3 separate regions of the Rattus norvegicus genome follow, and all the other regions are linked to region 1. Evidence: chromatin contacts called from public Hi-C and HiChIP or PLAC-seq data. All regions are on one chromosome and are shown on one strand. The core of a region is the stretch at or near the end of the contact, and the rest is flanking DNA. Distances in the headings are between cores, read along the strand shown. Region 1 holds the start of Aco1 (aconitase 1). Region 2 holds the start of Dnaja1 (DnaJ heat shock protein family (Hsp40) member A1). Region 3 holds the start of Aptx (aprataxin).

Evidence for each region. A called contact is a pair of places that touch in the nucleus more often than the background predicts. HiChIP or PLAC-seq counts read pairs in DNA pulled down with a chosen protein or histone mark.
Region 2: a contact with region 1 is called in an H3K27ac HiChIP or PLAC-seq map of oligodendrocytes, with 6 times the contacts expected there. The contact joins the promoter of Dnaja1 here to the promoter of Aco1 in region 1. A contact is called at or near these places in 1 of 12 Hi-C or Micro-C datasets (hepatocytes) and 1 of 1 datasets of contacts at active chromatin or transcription factors (oligodendrocytes).
Region 3: a contact with region 1 is called in a Hi-C map of hepatocytes, with 2.3 times the contacts expected there. The contact joins the promoter of Aptx here to the promoter of Aco1 in region 1. A contact is called at or near these places in 1 of 12 Hi-C or Micro-C datasets (hepatocytes) and 1 of 1 datasets of contacts at active chromatin or transcription factors (oligodendrocytes).

What each region holds. Positions count from the first base shown.
Region 1 is chr5:60,053,206-60,058,128 of GRCr8, reverse strand. Aco1 (aconitase 1) reads right to left here and starts at 2,234. Exons shown (of 21, transcript NM_017321.2): 1 at 2,118-2,234.
Region 2 is chr5:60,636,178-60,641,100 of GRCr8, reverse strand. Dnaja1 (DnaJ heat shock protein family (Hsp40) member A1) reads right to left here and starts at 2,697. Exons shown (of 9, transcript NM_022934.1): 1 at 2,587-2,697; 2 at 1,392-1,533; 3 at 1,118-1,295. The coding sequence starts at 1,523. Mir207 (microRNA 207) reads right to left here and starts at 2,305; the gene lies at 2,228-2,305.
Region 3 is chr5:60,615,825-60,620,747 of GRCr8, reverse strand. It overlaps Aptx (aprataxin), which reads left to right and starts at 1,958. Exons shown (of 9, transcript NM_148889.2): 1 at 1,958-2,095.

The DNA.
Region 1 (4,923 bases), core at 985-3,484:
CTGTCGTCTTCCCATGTAGGCCTCTGGCTTCCTTTGCATGTGCTTTCAATGCACACTTTACTAGCAGATATTGCTTTTCTTACATGACCATGTTTCATGTACACAAACAGAGAGGAAATTATCTCAACGGAACAGTTGTCACCTATGCTCTTGACTTCCAGACAGGCCCTTCATCTTTCTTTTTTTTTTTTTTTTTTTTTGGTTCTTTTTTTTTTTTTTTTCGGAGCTGGGGACCGAACCCAGGGCCTTGCGCTTCCTAGGCAAGCGCTCTACCACTGAGCTAAATCCCCAACCCCCTTCATCTTTCAAAATTATCAATTTCCCAAGGTCCAGAAGAGTTGGGGATGAGATATAGATCTACTCCAGGGACAAATAAGGGAGACTCCAGCATCAATGTGAAGTCTTATACTATAACACAAGTGCTCAGAGTTTAGATCCCAGTCCCCTTTTCCCAACTGTGGGAGCAACAGCGTGTGCAGAAATAATTTCTAATGTATTGTCCAAAGTGCTTAAGCTGTTCTACCCGAACACAATAGCCTCTTTGGGTAGAAGATAAAGAACTTTGTTTGCTATATATATACACATATATACATATGTATATATATGAATGATAATATGTATACATTTTCTATCTCAAATTTATGTAGACAGCATGCAACAAAGGGAAGAATCTAAAGCAGGATTCCATCTATCACACACCGACACGCTAGGCATCTGCTTTCTAGTGTCAGAGGAAGGACCACACACAGAGCTCACCAGGAATGTGAAAGTAGCAGAATTCAGAGACTGGGACACATACTTCAACAAATACAAAGCTAGAAACCACAGACAGAACTGAACATCGGGGAAAGGAGGTAAAAACGTGCCACCTGATATTCTAGAGATGACCTCTCAGTTACTTGGTAAGCTTACACCAACCCCTACACGTTTGGCATGGCCTAGTCATACACACCTCCCGAACCCACAGGTCTGGTTTGCTACATCAATGCAGCAAACCGATGCTTACATGGAAATGGATGTTTACATAGAAACAACCAAGATACACATGAAAGGCATTGAGTTTGCAGAAGCCAAGAGTCACCACCATCTGTGGGGATCTCGTACTCAGTTCTGAAGTGAGGTCCACAGTGCTCCTGAGTATCTATCAGAGGTTAACTAGCTCCATGGTGCTGAGCGGAAGAACCATAAACAAAGTGGCAAACCCAGTGAACTATGCCTTCTAAGCATGGGCTGCCTCAGTAGTTTTAAAATACGCTGCAGAGAAACACAGGTGCAAGTATCTGGACTGTCAACACCAGTTCTAAACAACACAATGTTACATTTTCAATGATATACTTGAAAGTATACAGAAACTACATGACATGTCATACCGCAACAGGCTGAGTGTCTTCCTCGAAGCAGAGGTTTGTAGAAAGGTTAAAAAATGCCCTAACAGTGTTTGGGAAAATACAGGATTTAAACACACACACACACACACACACACACACACACACACACACACACACACACACACCGTTATGTGAAATATAATTGGTCTATTCTGAATTAAGTATATTAAATGTCTATTCGTTGTACTTATACACGACAAAATATCAATAGGTACAATCTATATAACAAAGGTTCCTTAGGTGCACAGCCGGTGTTAAATCCAGAAGTTAAGCAACTTCTGCTTGGAGGCTGTCATGCGTGCTGCAGGGAGATGTGCGGTTCTAGTGCACTGGCCTGGCCGAGCAGTACTGTCCAGTTCTCCTTAGGTTCCTCAATCGATCTCCTTGGACTCTATGCTCAACCCTTCCACTGAGGGGTCTCTCACCCTCACTCCACCTGTCTCTCCCCTGTGTTGGGGTCTCTAACATGCCGGGCACAATCGCTCCTTTCTATCCCGTGGGCCGGGCCCCGCAGACTGACACCCTGGCGGTGCGGCCCGCACACCAAGGCGAGAACTCTCGGGGCGCCGAGAAGAGCCACTCCCAGTACAAAGCGACGCAGGCTGGGGAGCGGGCAGAGAGGTCACCCTAGGAGCCAGCTCCACGGCCTCCCCGCAGATCGCCGGGTGTTCCCGGGTCTGTACCGTGGGAAAGGCCTGCACGGACGCCCCGGGGCCGCATGGTACTCACCGCTCACAGCGGGGCTCACGGAGCACGGAGCACACAGGCGGGTGCAAGCAAGAACCCAGGCCGACTTTGCGCTCCTCCCCCTGAGCGGTCCTCCGGACGCTCCGGCTGCGAGGCGGGACCCGTGGGAGAGCGGGCCGGAACCAGCTGCAGCAAGAGAGGGGCCGGACCTGGGCCTCACTACGCCCCTAGGGGCGGAGCCTGGACACCTCCTCCCTTCAGAAGCTGCAGGCTATGGCTGAGGCTTGGAGTCTGCTCAGGGCACGCCCTCCCTTCCGAACCTTCGGACGGTGGCAGACGGGCGGAGTCTAGGACCTATTCCGCCCCAAGGGCCAGAACTTGAGGTTCCGGCCAAGGGGCAGAGCTTGGGACACCTCTTCTTTCCAGAGCCCGAAGGCAGGCCATACTGAGGGACGAATCCCAGGTCCCTACATGGCCAACCCAGAGCCAACCCTGGGGACTTAGGCTGAGAGGATGGACCCGGGACCCGGCCCCGCCCCTAGATCCAGAGAATCTTGGCCTCGGGTGGGGGCAGAGCCTAGGACCTGCTCCACAAAGGCCCTAAGCTGAAGGCCATTGATATTTGTGGCTCCGCCCCATAGGCGGGAGAAACTGGGCCCTGGGGCTGCATCTAGCGTTGCTAGTGGTTCACTCCCAGGAAGTGTCTAGGCTTTTCCTCTTCTGGAGCATGGGAGAAGGCCGACTGTCGCTCACGTGGGGCAGAGTGTGACTTGTAAGTGTCTGACTAGCTCAGTGAGCCAGAAGAAGAAAAGACTTGTTAGGATTTCTGTTGCTGCGATGAAATGCCATGTCCAAAAGGCAGGCTGAGGAGAAAGGGGTGTATTTGGCTTACACTTCCAACTCATTGGAGGAAGTCAGGACAGGAACTCAAGCAGGGCTGCCTACTGCCTTGCTTCCCATGGCTTGCTCCGCTTACTTTCTTTCTTACAGAACCCAGGACCACCACCAGCCCAGGGATGGCACGGCTCACCGTGGGCTGGGCCCTCCCCATTGATCACTAATTGAGCAAATGCCTTACAGCTGAATCTCATGGAGGCATTTTCTCAGCTGAGGCTCCTTCCTCTCTGATAACTAATTTGTGTCAAGTGACACACAAAACCAGCCTGTACAGTGCCCTCTCTCCACCTTTCTTTTAAATGCTGGGCGGTAAGTACAGGCGTTATTTTCTGAGTGCCTCAGAACACTGCATAATCAGTCATCTCTGTCCTCCAGTGTCCCCACCTCCTTCCACCATCGACTCCCTACGACTGAGATGGCAGGTCCACCTGCCACACCACGCCCAGATCTTTTGAAAAGAGAGTTTCTCTGTCTTTACTTGCCCAAAGCTCGGGAAGTGGCATCAGGAACATACTCGGAAAAACAGGACCTCAACATTTCTGTAGCTTACACAGAATGCAACATTTTATATCAACTCGTCTTTAGCCTGTAGCAACCCATGATAGTGCATGCTGTCTACCCATCTGAAGTCTGAGCTGTGAGAACGAGTGTGGGGGGGGGGGTTTCTGTACTTGTTTAGCAGTTTGGCCTCTCAAGTCAATGTGAATTCAGAGATATGATTAGCTCTAGATGAAAGGCTGTAAGGTTTTGTTGCCCAGGTTGCTTGGAAATCCGGTGTAGGTTTCCACATCGAGTTAACTTGAATGAGCATTGTATAGGGAGAATGACTAGTAACTAGTCGGTCAAACACCTGGCTAGGGGTGGGGGTTTTGCTGCCCTAGGTTGTTCCCTTAGAGTTGAAGGGTCTGAGTTCCAGGAACCCATAGACTGGACTTGAGTTCCAAGCTGTCGAAGCCTAAGGCTTATAATTCCAGGTACTCGAGGCAGAGGCGTCCTGCTCTAGGCTATACTCTGCAGCAGGTAGAGTTATAATGAAAGAGTCAGAGTTGGGGCCAATCTGGGGCCAGTGGGAAAATTCCCACCACAAACCGCTGAGCACAAGGAACCTTCCTTCCTAGGAAGAAAAAAGTTGGTTTAGTTCCTGGAACAGCTTCAAGTCGAACTGTCACACAAAGCTCCCTGACTCCCAACTAAAAGTCCTGAACGATACACTGAGTCGATCTGAAAGTTGTTTTGCTCTACCAAATGCACATAGTACCCTGCCTAGTTACCTGCCCCCAATTGTTTGAATTCTTCCCCAATTGTTTGCAAGGTATATAACTACCCGTTAGAGTCTGCTCAGGGTCGTCTCCCCTTGAAGTGGGATGACCCCGACCTGTCGGAACGATTAAACTTCTCCTGCTTTTACATCTATCACCGCCTACATGAGTCTCAATCAGGAGGTCCTGGAAGAGGTTCAATTCGAGCCTCACCATAACTCCTGATCCTTGGTTGTCACGACTCTTGCCAGCAAAGAGACCAAGTTTTACAGTCTCTCCTTTTTGTTCTTCAGAGCCCCTGCCTGTCTCTATACTTCTGCTGTTCCTATAAAGTCATAGCTTTTTGCATTTACCACTCCCTAGTGTTATAGCTCAGAGTTCTTGAAGGGCTCGGCGACTCTTAGCTGCCTTCTGTGTCATCACTCTGAGCTTTGACCGTTGAGGTCTCTTAGATCTTTTGGCTCCGGAACTCTTCAGTTACCTCGTCTCTGCCAGTGGCAGTGCTGTTGTCTCTGTCATCCTTTATGGAAGTGGCATCTTCACTCCATACAACCTGCCTAGCCTGATAAAGACTGTAGTCAAAGAGGATATTTATGAGGTGCTGTATTAGGCCTAATATTGCAATCCCAGAAGAAGTCTCCCAGACTAACAACACAGTTAAGGGAAACAGTCTCACACAGCTAGAAGGAAAT
Region 2 (4,923 bases), core at 1,448-3,947, 580 kb before region 1:
AAGTGAAATTTAATGGGCTGCCGATTTGTTCTAACTGTGCCTACCCATTAGTTTGTATTAACTATATTGAGAACAAAGTGCCATTTTAACCTCCAATACTGTCTTCCCATAAAATACGTCTTTTGATCCAACAGTCAATGCATCTAAGCTGAGCTAATGAAGCTGAAGAGTAAACAGGCAGCAGGCTATCTGGAGGCAACGAGCTGTATCCAGTCTTTGCTTGAAAAGGTTTCGTTTTCTCCAACATATATTTTTTTTTTTTTTGGTTCTTTTTTTCGGAGCTGGGGACCGAACCCAGGGCCTTGCGCTTCCTAGGCAAGCGCTCTACCACTGAGCTAAATCCCCAACCCCTTCTCCAACATATTTTTAACAGAAAAAGGCCACTGCACTTACCACTGAGTTCTAAGAGCAGGTGATATTATCTAAGATACAAAAGGGCTTAGAAACCCTAAGTTTTTTTTTTTTTTAAAGATTTATTTATTTTGTATATGAGTACACTGTAGCTGTCTTCAGACACACCAGAAAGGGACATCAGATCCCATTACGGATGGTTGTGAGCCACCATGTGGTTGCTGGGATTTGAACTCAGGACCTCTGGAAGAGCAGTCGGTGCTCTTAACCACTGAGCCATCTCTCCAGCCCAGAAACCCTAAGTTGTTACTACAATTTGTTACCCTACTGTTTGAAAATATATGGAGTTGGTTATACCTGCTTTTTTGGCTTAGCTACTTTTTGGTTACATAAAATCTCAATTATAGGGGCTAGAGGGAAGGCTCAGTGGTTAACAGGACTGGCTGCTCTTCTAGAGGACCAGGGTTCAATTCTCAGCATCCACATGGCAGCTCACAACTGTCTATAACTCCAAGATCTGACACCCTCATCCAGACATACATGCAGGCAAAAACATCAGTGCACATAAAATAAAAATTATAAAAAACCAAACAAACCAAACAACCACAGCAACTCAATTATAAATGACACCAGAAGTCAGAGACAGTTCATGGACAGAATGTAACATCACGCTAAAGAGTAAAAAAACATTTAAATAAATTCTCAAGTCTTTCTTTCATCAGCAGTTACTTTGTTCTGCTGCAGGTAAGCTAGATTTTTTTCTTACCTCTCCTTTCTCTTTGCATCCTTCCTCCTCCTCCAAAGAACATATCAAAGATATCCATGGGCGAGCCAAAACCTCCACCTGCTCCGCCCTCCTTAATCGCCTGCTCGCCCCCTTTATCATATAGTTCCCTTTTCTTGGAATCAGCAAGAACTTCATAAGCTTGAGAAATCTGTTTAAACTGTTTCAGAAAAGGATATCCCATTAGAAACAACTGTTAGAAAGCACAGCTACCGTACAGACTTAATTCACATGGCAACACTGCTGAGCTGCTTACCTTTTCTCCTTCATTTGGATTTTTATCAGGGTGGTACTTCAAGGCCAATTTTCTATATGCCTTTTTCAATTCTTCCTGGGTGGCATTGGGTTTGACCCCCAGAACATCATAGTAAGTAGTTTCTTTCACCATTTTTTACAGCCTGAAATCAGAAAATGATAATTTTAAACTTGCTTTTACCTTTTGTACAAAACAAAACAAAACAAAAAAAAAACATCTGCTTCTGCCTCCTGAGAGATGACTGGCTCTTAACTTATAGTTTTTAACTACCAGAACTAAAGCAATCTGGTTTTTTGCCTTTATCTCATATTAATACAGCCTTCCCTAAACGTCTTAAAAGGTAAAAATTCCTGCTATGATTCAGCTGTAAATTCTAACAGACTAAATTTAAATTTCAGGGAAGGCGAAGGAAAGTCTGTCTAGCAGCTGGTTCCTGCTCTACTGCACTAACACATGAATTATTGGGTTTCTTCCGGTTTCCTTTCCCCCAGAGGTTTTGCTAGTAACCCAAAGCAGCACTGATAGGTTCCATCCACTGGTTAGTACATTACCACTGCCTTTGTACATCTGATAAAGGCCATACCCTCGCCGGAAAGGGACACTGGACACCCGGGGGTGGAGGAGTGGCTTATGAGACCAGCTCGAGAGAGCAGGTGCCCAGGCCCCTTCGCCATCCTGCTCCTGCTCGCTCGCAACTTACCCACTCTCGCCCCTCAGGCCTGCGGAGCTGACTCGCCCTCTGGGTTTCCCCGGCACCTGGCGCCGACCGTTAAGGTTTCCTTCCTTTCTCCCTCCCACCCTGATCGAAAAGGCGGAGGGGGAAGGCCGGACTCAACAAAGAAAGGGAGGAGAGCCAGGAGAAGCGCAAGCCGCAGCCTCCGCCCCGCTCCTCCCGCAGCCCCTCACCCCTGCCTCGGTCCGCGCGTGCGCAGCGCTGCCCACCCAGCCCGGGCGGCGGTGCGCACCGAAGAGTCTGAGGCGGGAGGCGAATTGGCTTCGGCCTTGGGCCGCCTCGTGGCGTGCGGGCGGGCAGGGCGCCGGGCATTCCCGGCAGCCTTCCGAAGACCGAGCCCGGCTCAGGGAACCCACAGTCCCCGCCCACGCGGGACCAACCGCCTCCGGCTGCGGCTTCCCCGGCTGTCTGGTGCCCAGGCCGCACGCCGCGACCGAGGGAGACCCAAGGACCTAGACTCACCGGTGAGCGGGCCGGCGCCGGAGAGCGGAAAGAGGAGCGTAGCACAGCGCAGCTCGGCCAGACGCTGCTCCTCTACCACCCACCGAGCGTTCTGGAAAGTTCCGCCCGGCCCGCCGCAGCCGACCTCTTTTGTAGCGGAGCCCGGGCGCGTCACTTGCCGGAAGTCCCGCCCCTCGCTTCTGCCACCGCCCCTCGGTTACCTGGGCAACGGCGCGGGGGCGGAGAGTGGCTGCGCCCAAGGGCCTTGTGGGGGTGGACTCAGGCCCGGGTTCCCGATCCTTGTAGAATCTTCTAGAGGCTTTTTCTTTATGCGAGGTACCAGAGGGCGGAAGTCTTGAGGTGGAGAGGTCATGTCCCAGAGCCGTAAGCCGGGGACGAGTGCTTCAGGCGCTGTGCAGAAGGGATCCTAACCTCACCGGAGTCTAATTTTCTGCAGCTCCTTAGCTCTGAGCCTTGCGGGCAAGAAATGCTGAGCAAGGCGGGCCTAGTCCCTAGACTAGCCTTGCAGGCTTTGGATCCGGTGGTTTCACCCAAGCGCACTCCTGTCACAGCTTTTTGGATGAGCCCAGGCTTCAGATCCTTCTGGCTCTGACTTGGGCGGACAGAACCTGGGACTGCACCAAACAGGAAACATTTAGAATGCTTCACGCACCTTTTTAGTCAGTCTGCCACCCAGTTTGGCTGCAGAGTAGCAGCAAAACACGAAATTAATTGCTTTAGTTTATTGTTTCAATTTTTTGACCGTTTTTATTTCCAGTTAGTGAATCAAAATCTATAGTTGGCAAAGTTGAATCTTAAGCTTTCAAGGGACAGTGAATGTTTTTCTTATTCAGTAACACAATAGACACATCAAAGAAGTGGAGGTGCAAGCTTAAAGAGTTCACATAGTTTAAAAAGATTTAATTCCAATCGTGTGTATCTGTGTGTATAGGTGCCCAAGGAAGCCAGAGACATAGAATCTATGAATTTGACTATTCCAGATAACTTAGTCACATTTTATTATTTAGTTTTCTTGTTTGACTTCTAAGGTTTTTTTAGTTACTGTTTGTATATGAGTGTTCTGTTTACATGTGTGTCTATGCACCCCATGCATACCTAGTTCCTGTGGTAACTGGAGGTACAGATAATTTTAAGTCACCACGTGGATGCTAGGAAGTGAACCTGGGGCCTCTGCAAGAGCAACCAGTGCTTTAAACGGATTAGTTATCTCTCTACACCCCTTAGCCTTGTTTTTGAGCCCAGACTGGCCTGGTACTCTCTTTGTAGCCAAAGCTGGCTTCAAACTCTGAACTCTTCAGCCTCTGAGCAGTTGTGAAGAGGAAGACCATGGGGCCTCCTGCTTAGACTTTTGTGGAATAAGATGTGTTAAATGTTTGTTATATTGTGTGTGTTTTAACTGTGGACCATTATTGTAGTTCTCTCCTTTACACAGGTAACTCGGGTCTTCTGTGCTTCACCAGCTGAGCAGTGCTTTAAGGAGGTCACAGGGATGTAGCCAGAGCTAAGGGAGCTGTAAAGGCTGCCTTCAAACCTGCCCAAAGACATCTTTAGCTCTTAGTCTTTTTTTTTTTTTTTTTTTTATTCTTTTATGAGGATACCGTTGCTGTCTTCGTACACACCAGAGGAGGGCATCAGATCCCATTACAGATGGTTATGAGCCACAACATGGAATTGAACTCAGGACCTTTGGAAGAGCAGTCAGTGCTCTTATCCACTGAGCCATCTCTCCAGCCCAGCTCTTAGTCTTAAAAAGCTAATGGTTTTAGAATTTCAATGTTGTACTGCTCTGCCCCACCACCATTACTGCTTTCACTAAACTCAGTCACTAACACTACGCCATAGATGGTTGATTATGTGCTCTGGTTTTGGCTGAGAGACATCTGATCTTTCTCATCTCATGTTGCCTTCTCAGATATCACATCTAGCAATAGGTTATGTCTTTAAAGCAGGGGTTCTCCACCTTCCTAATGCTGCAACCCTTTATTCTAGCTCATGTTGTGGAGACCCCCCAACCATAAAATTATTTTCATTGCTATTTCATAACTGTATGCTACTACTGCTATGAGTTGTAATATAAATGTGTGCTAAAGGTTTGCCAAAGGGATGAAGACCCACAGGTTGAGAACTGCTGCTTTAAGCCAGCGCTTTGGAGTAAATTACCTAATATGCCAGGTGTACTCTAGGCCTTGTCAATACAAAACTTTTGTAAGCCATGGCCCCTACCCTCAAGGAACTTAACTTGTAATGAGAGAAGAAAAAAAAAAAACAGAATTAAAAACAAAAAAAAACAAACAAAAAAAACCCCAAAACCAACCAACCAAACAAACAAACAAACCA
Region 3 (4,923 bases), core at 709-3,208, 560 kb before region 1:
TGTGTGTTGGGTTGGCTAGATGGGTCAGTAGGAACACTGGTTACTCCTTCAGAAGATCTGGGTTCTATTCCCAACTCACAGTCTCTTATAACTACAGTTCCAGGGAATCTGCCTTCTGCTGGCCTCCTCAGACACCAGGTACACACATGGTGTACAGACATACATGCATGCAAAACACCCATACACATTAAAAAAATCAATAAATTAAAAAAGAAAGAATATTTAAAATAAAACCCAAAGAAAAACATTAGCCTTAAAAAGGAACTTTTGACGTGTGCCACATTGTAGATGAAACTTGACACCAAGCTAAGTGAAATAAATTAATTACAAAAACCAATACTTCATGATTTCATTTAAATGTTATTTCCAGGCTGGTCAAACCCATGGAAGTTAAGAGAAGAATAGTGGAAGACAAAAATTAGTAGTTGTTTAATTCATAGAGAAGCTGAAACAGGGAGCTTAGTCCCCAAACAATGTGAACCCCAATGATTGTCTTAAGTGCCTACCCTTAACCATGGATTGTTCTAGACAACCTTGTTTTTCTGGTCAGTGCACTGCAGACAATGGATTAGACCTAATACAGTGCCTATGAAAACCCTGACCAATTTTGTACAAATGACCCGGTTTAATTTTTAGCTGTAAGAGACACAATGGAATCTGCGTAGAAGCCTTGGCTAAGATGTTTAATCCTGAGGGAAAATGTAAACTGTCAGGTCACCAGATCTGCCTCCGTATCTTAAGCAGTTGTGGACCGAGTTCTCAGCCTTGAGGCTTGCACAGCTTTTGATGCCTCCTCCCTTCCCGCTCTGATCCTAACATACACCCGCATCTTCTCTGCCAACAAAAGCACATCTTTCTCTTGTTCCCAGGAACATCCTCCCATCCTGTCTTGTCAGCTCTATTAGACTAGTGGAGCCCGCTTTTCCACGGAAGGAAACAATAGCAACCCATCTGACCAAGAAACAAAAGAGCTCCTAGCTGAGAATGGGGGTGAAAGCCTGTTATCCTAGTATTTCAGAGGTAGGGGAAAGGGGAATCTTGAGTTTGAGATTAGCCTAGGGTACAGTGAAACCTTGTTTTCTAAACAACCCCCCCCCCAAAAAAAAAAGACTCTGAAAGGTTCAGTTTCTACTGCGTTTCAGATTCTACACTCTGATGTACTCACGAGATAGGAATTCTTTCATCTGCCAAGAAGTCTTTGGTGATTTACAATACAAGACTTTTAGGGAACGTCCTGGAATTGCAATAAAAATCAGTACAAATATGTCATCCCAACCTCCTGCCTTGCTGATTGCCCTCAGTTAATTTAGTGAAGACATCATAAAAAAAAATCTTAGCAGGGTTCCTCTGTCTCTCTCTTTAGTCTTTTTCTCCTTAGAGAAGGAAAGTGTAATTTGAACGTGAGTGGTTGGTAAAGCACTCCAGCTTGTAGCTTAACCGATGGCTTCAAAGCTGTGTTTGGTAGCTCGCACCTGCAATCCTAGCACTGGGGAATCTAAGGCAAGAGGAGATTCTGGCGAGTTCAAGGCCAATTTGGGCTACAGAATGAATTTGTCTCACTACCTCCAACCTCGTTCCTTCCCTTTCAAAGATGGCTTTAACATATAGCAAGCTTCCTGAGGAGGAAGTGCTAAGAGACGACTTGGCTGCATAGAAAAGCCACAGGAGATTGCTGTCTGAAATCTCTCCGGATTCAGACCCTGGGAGGCTATGACAGCTAGATGCCTCAGAGAAGGCAAAGGAGTTATCTTCACGGGAAACAACTAGCTGCTACGACCACTTTTCGACCAGGGTATCCGGCAAGAGAACGTTTCGGCCAATTCTGGAAAAAACTCTGAAATCATCACCAGTTGCTAGGCAGCAGTTTGTGACATCATCTTTCAGCACCGGAAGCGGCGAGGCGCAGCGGAGTAGCGTGGAGGTTTGTAAGTGTGCAGTCGAGGTAAGCTAGTGGTCGGCCTGCTTTCGTAGCTGGTTGGGTTAGAAGCCAGCAGGGGCGTTTGGCCGGGGCTGCTAACCCGGAGCGGATACCTTGAAGGTGGAGTTCGAGGTTTCCTTCTGGGTGGACCAAGCCCCACCCTTTCGTCCTGTTCAGGTGGGCGTGTTTCAGAGTTTTGGTTTCCGCCTCATTGTTCCGACCTCTCTGACTCCCCGCCCCCCATCCCCATCCGACTCTTGTACCTAGTTGGCTGCAAGATCTGCTTGAAAAGATTTATAGATAAACAGTGGACACTGTCCGTGCCAACGGGGCTGTTCTGTTTCTGCCAGAAACGCCTTCCAAGAGTAACTTGAGGCGCCCTAGCAGTGTCCTCAGCGGGCCTTAATAATGCCGGAAGCAGTAAGGCCTTTTTCATATAGTGCAGAGACTGATTCAACAAAGCTGGGGCTTTTGAAATTACATCTATTTGGAATTGATGGAGAATACTTTGGAGGAGTCGATATGTATTGGGGATTTCGTAAGAGTCCCAGCATCCCCACTAGCCCAGCTGGCCTCAAATTCCTGATCCCCTTGTCCCTACCTCCCAGTGATGGGATACAGGCCTTGTACATTTTTTTTTTTTTCAAGATGGTTTACAGTATGTAGAGTAGTATGACCTCAAACTTCTGGATATCCTGCCTGTGCCTCCTTAATACTGAGACTGCAGACCTCTGTCATAGAAATCTTTTTACAGAATTGTTTATGTGGGAAAGAAATGCATATTTGGTTTTTATACTTTTTTTTTCCAAGATGATCTTTGTAAGGAAATCTTTGTCCAATTCCTGCTTGGTTGTTAGTGACTTGTTTGCTGATATGTCGTCCCCACACCTCCTATTCTTTAAGCAAGCATTCACTGACTGCTGAATTTCAAAATCTATTGAAACGTACAATTTTTCAGCTGTCAGCCAGTCACATGGGGCTTTATCTGGAGCTTGTTGGGGTCTCTGGTCCCTTCTGCCTTCAGTTTTAGGTTCCACTATCACTTAATGCTTCTCCATGCACTGTGCCATGTCTTCCTGTGTTTGCCTTTGTTGTTCTCTTTGCCTAGAAATTGTCTTCCTAATCCCAGTTTCTGGTTCTTGTTGCTCAGATAGGCTGCCTACTCCTACCAAATTAATCAAGTTTATAAGCCCATCCCATCTCCAGAAAACTTTCCTTCACAGGGTACTAAGGGTTTGTATTTCTATAATACTCTTTCTACAGGCAAATCATACCCCACTGATTATAATTATTTCTGGGTCTTCTGTGAGATTGGAGGCTTTTGAAAGGAGGACATATGCATTAGCTCTTGACTCCCAGTGCTAGAATAGCATGAAGCACATAGTAGGCATGAAAAAATCTTGATTGAGATTGAGTGAGTGAGCCCCCAAACAGTATCGTGTAGTAGTTAAGAACCCATTCTTTGGGGGTTGGGGATTTAGCTCAGTGGTAGAGCGCTTGCCTAGCAAGCGCAAGGCCCTGGGTTTGGTCCCCAGCTCCGGAAAAAAAAAAGAAAAGAAAAAAAAAAGAAAAAAAAAAGAAAAAAAAAAGAACCCATTCTTTGGAAAGAGTTGAAATTCTAACTCTGGCACAGAGTCTTGGTTGCTTGACACGGTACTTACTTGTCTGTGCCTTAATTTTCCATAGTGAAGGTGAGACCTTGTAAATGAGACATTTAGCATAGTACCCACTGTGTAGAATGTCTTAATTTTTTTTTTTTTACATTTTTATTTTGTGTATGAGTGTTTTGCCTGCCTGCATGTACCATGTGCATGCAGTGGTCATGGGGGGCAAGAAGAGGGTGTTGGATCCTCTTGGAACTGGAGCTATAGACAGTTGTGAGCTGCCGTGTGGGTGCTGGGAATTGAACCTGGCTCCTCTGGAAGGCAGTCAGTGCTCTTAACCACTCAGCCATCTCCCCAGCCCTCCCCCCCTCTCGCCCCCCATGTAGTATGTTCTTAATAGGTTATGCTGAACACCTGGGATCCTGGGATACAAGAGCAGGCCAGCAGCAGTCTTCCAAGACTTTTCTTCCATGTTTCTCGAATGGGGATACAGAGGGGAGTTCGTTCCTAAGGCTGTGAGAAGATGACAACTCCATTGGCCTCCAAGGAGATGGGACCTGAAATCTAAGATTTGGGTCTCTAGGAAGGAGAGAAGGATAAGTCAACATCAGAATACCATGCTTAGAATGATGATGTCTGTGTGTGTAAAGGTGCCCGCGTGTATGTCTGGGGAGGGAAGAGTGAGAAGGATGGCCACTGGGGCCAGTTCTGTGAAATAAGTAACCTCTGAGGAATTAGAGGCTGACAGTCTTAAATTCAAGTCTCCACAGTCACTTGTGCTTAAATTAATTGGAAATTCAGCTCCATACTTGTGCTAGTGGCCCTTCAGAAGCTCAGTGCTAACAGTGCTTCAAGATAGATTTCAGGCCGCACGCCACTTGCCAAGATCATTTGGGTTCCCTAATGCGATGGTTTGTCTGTGCTTGGCCCAGGGAGTGGCACTAGTAGGAGGTGTGGCCTTGTTGGAGTAGGTGTGTCACTGTGGGGTGGGCTTTAAGACCCTTGTCCTAGCTGCCTGGAAGCCAGTCTTCTCCTAGCTGCCTTCAGAACAAGAGGTGAAATGCTCTATGTCTTCCTGGATGCTGCCGTGTTCCCATCTTGATAATAATGGGCTGACCTCTGAACCTGTAAGCCAGTCCTAATTAAATGTTGTCCTTATAAGAGTTGGTTTGGTCATGGGGTCTCCATAGCAATGGAAACCCTAACTAAGATTCCTAGGGCGGTGGTGGTGGTACATGACTTTAATCCCAGCAGGAGGCAGAGGCAGATGAATCTCTGAGTTCGAGAACAGCCTTACCTACAGAGCTAGTTCCAGGACAGCTAAGGCTACACAGAGAAACCCTGTCTGGAAAAAGAAAAACAAACAAACAAGCAAACCATAATTAATCGGGGAGTAATGAC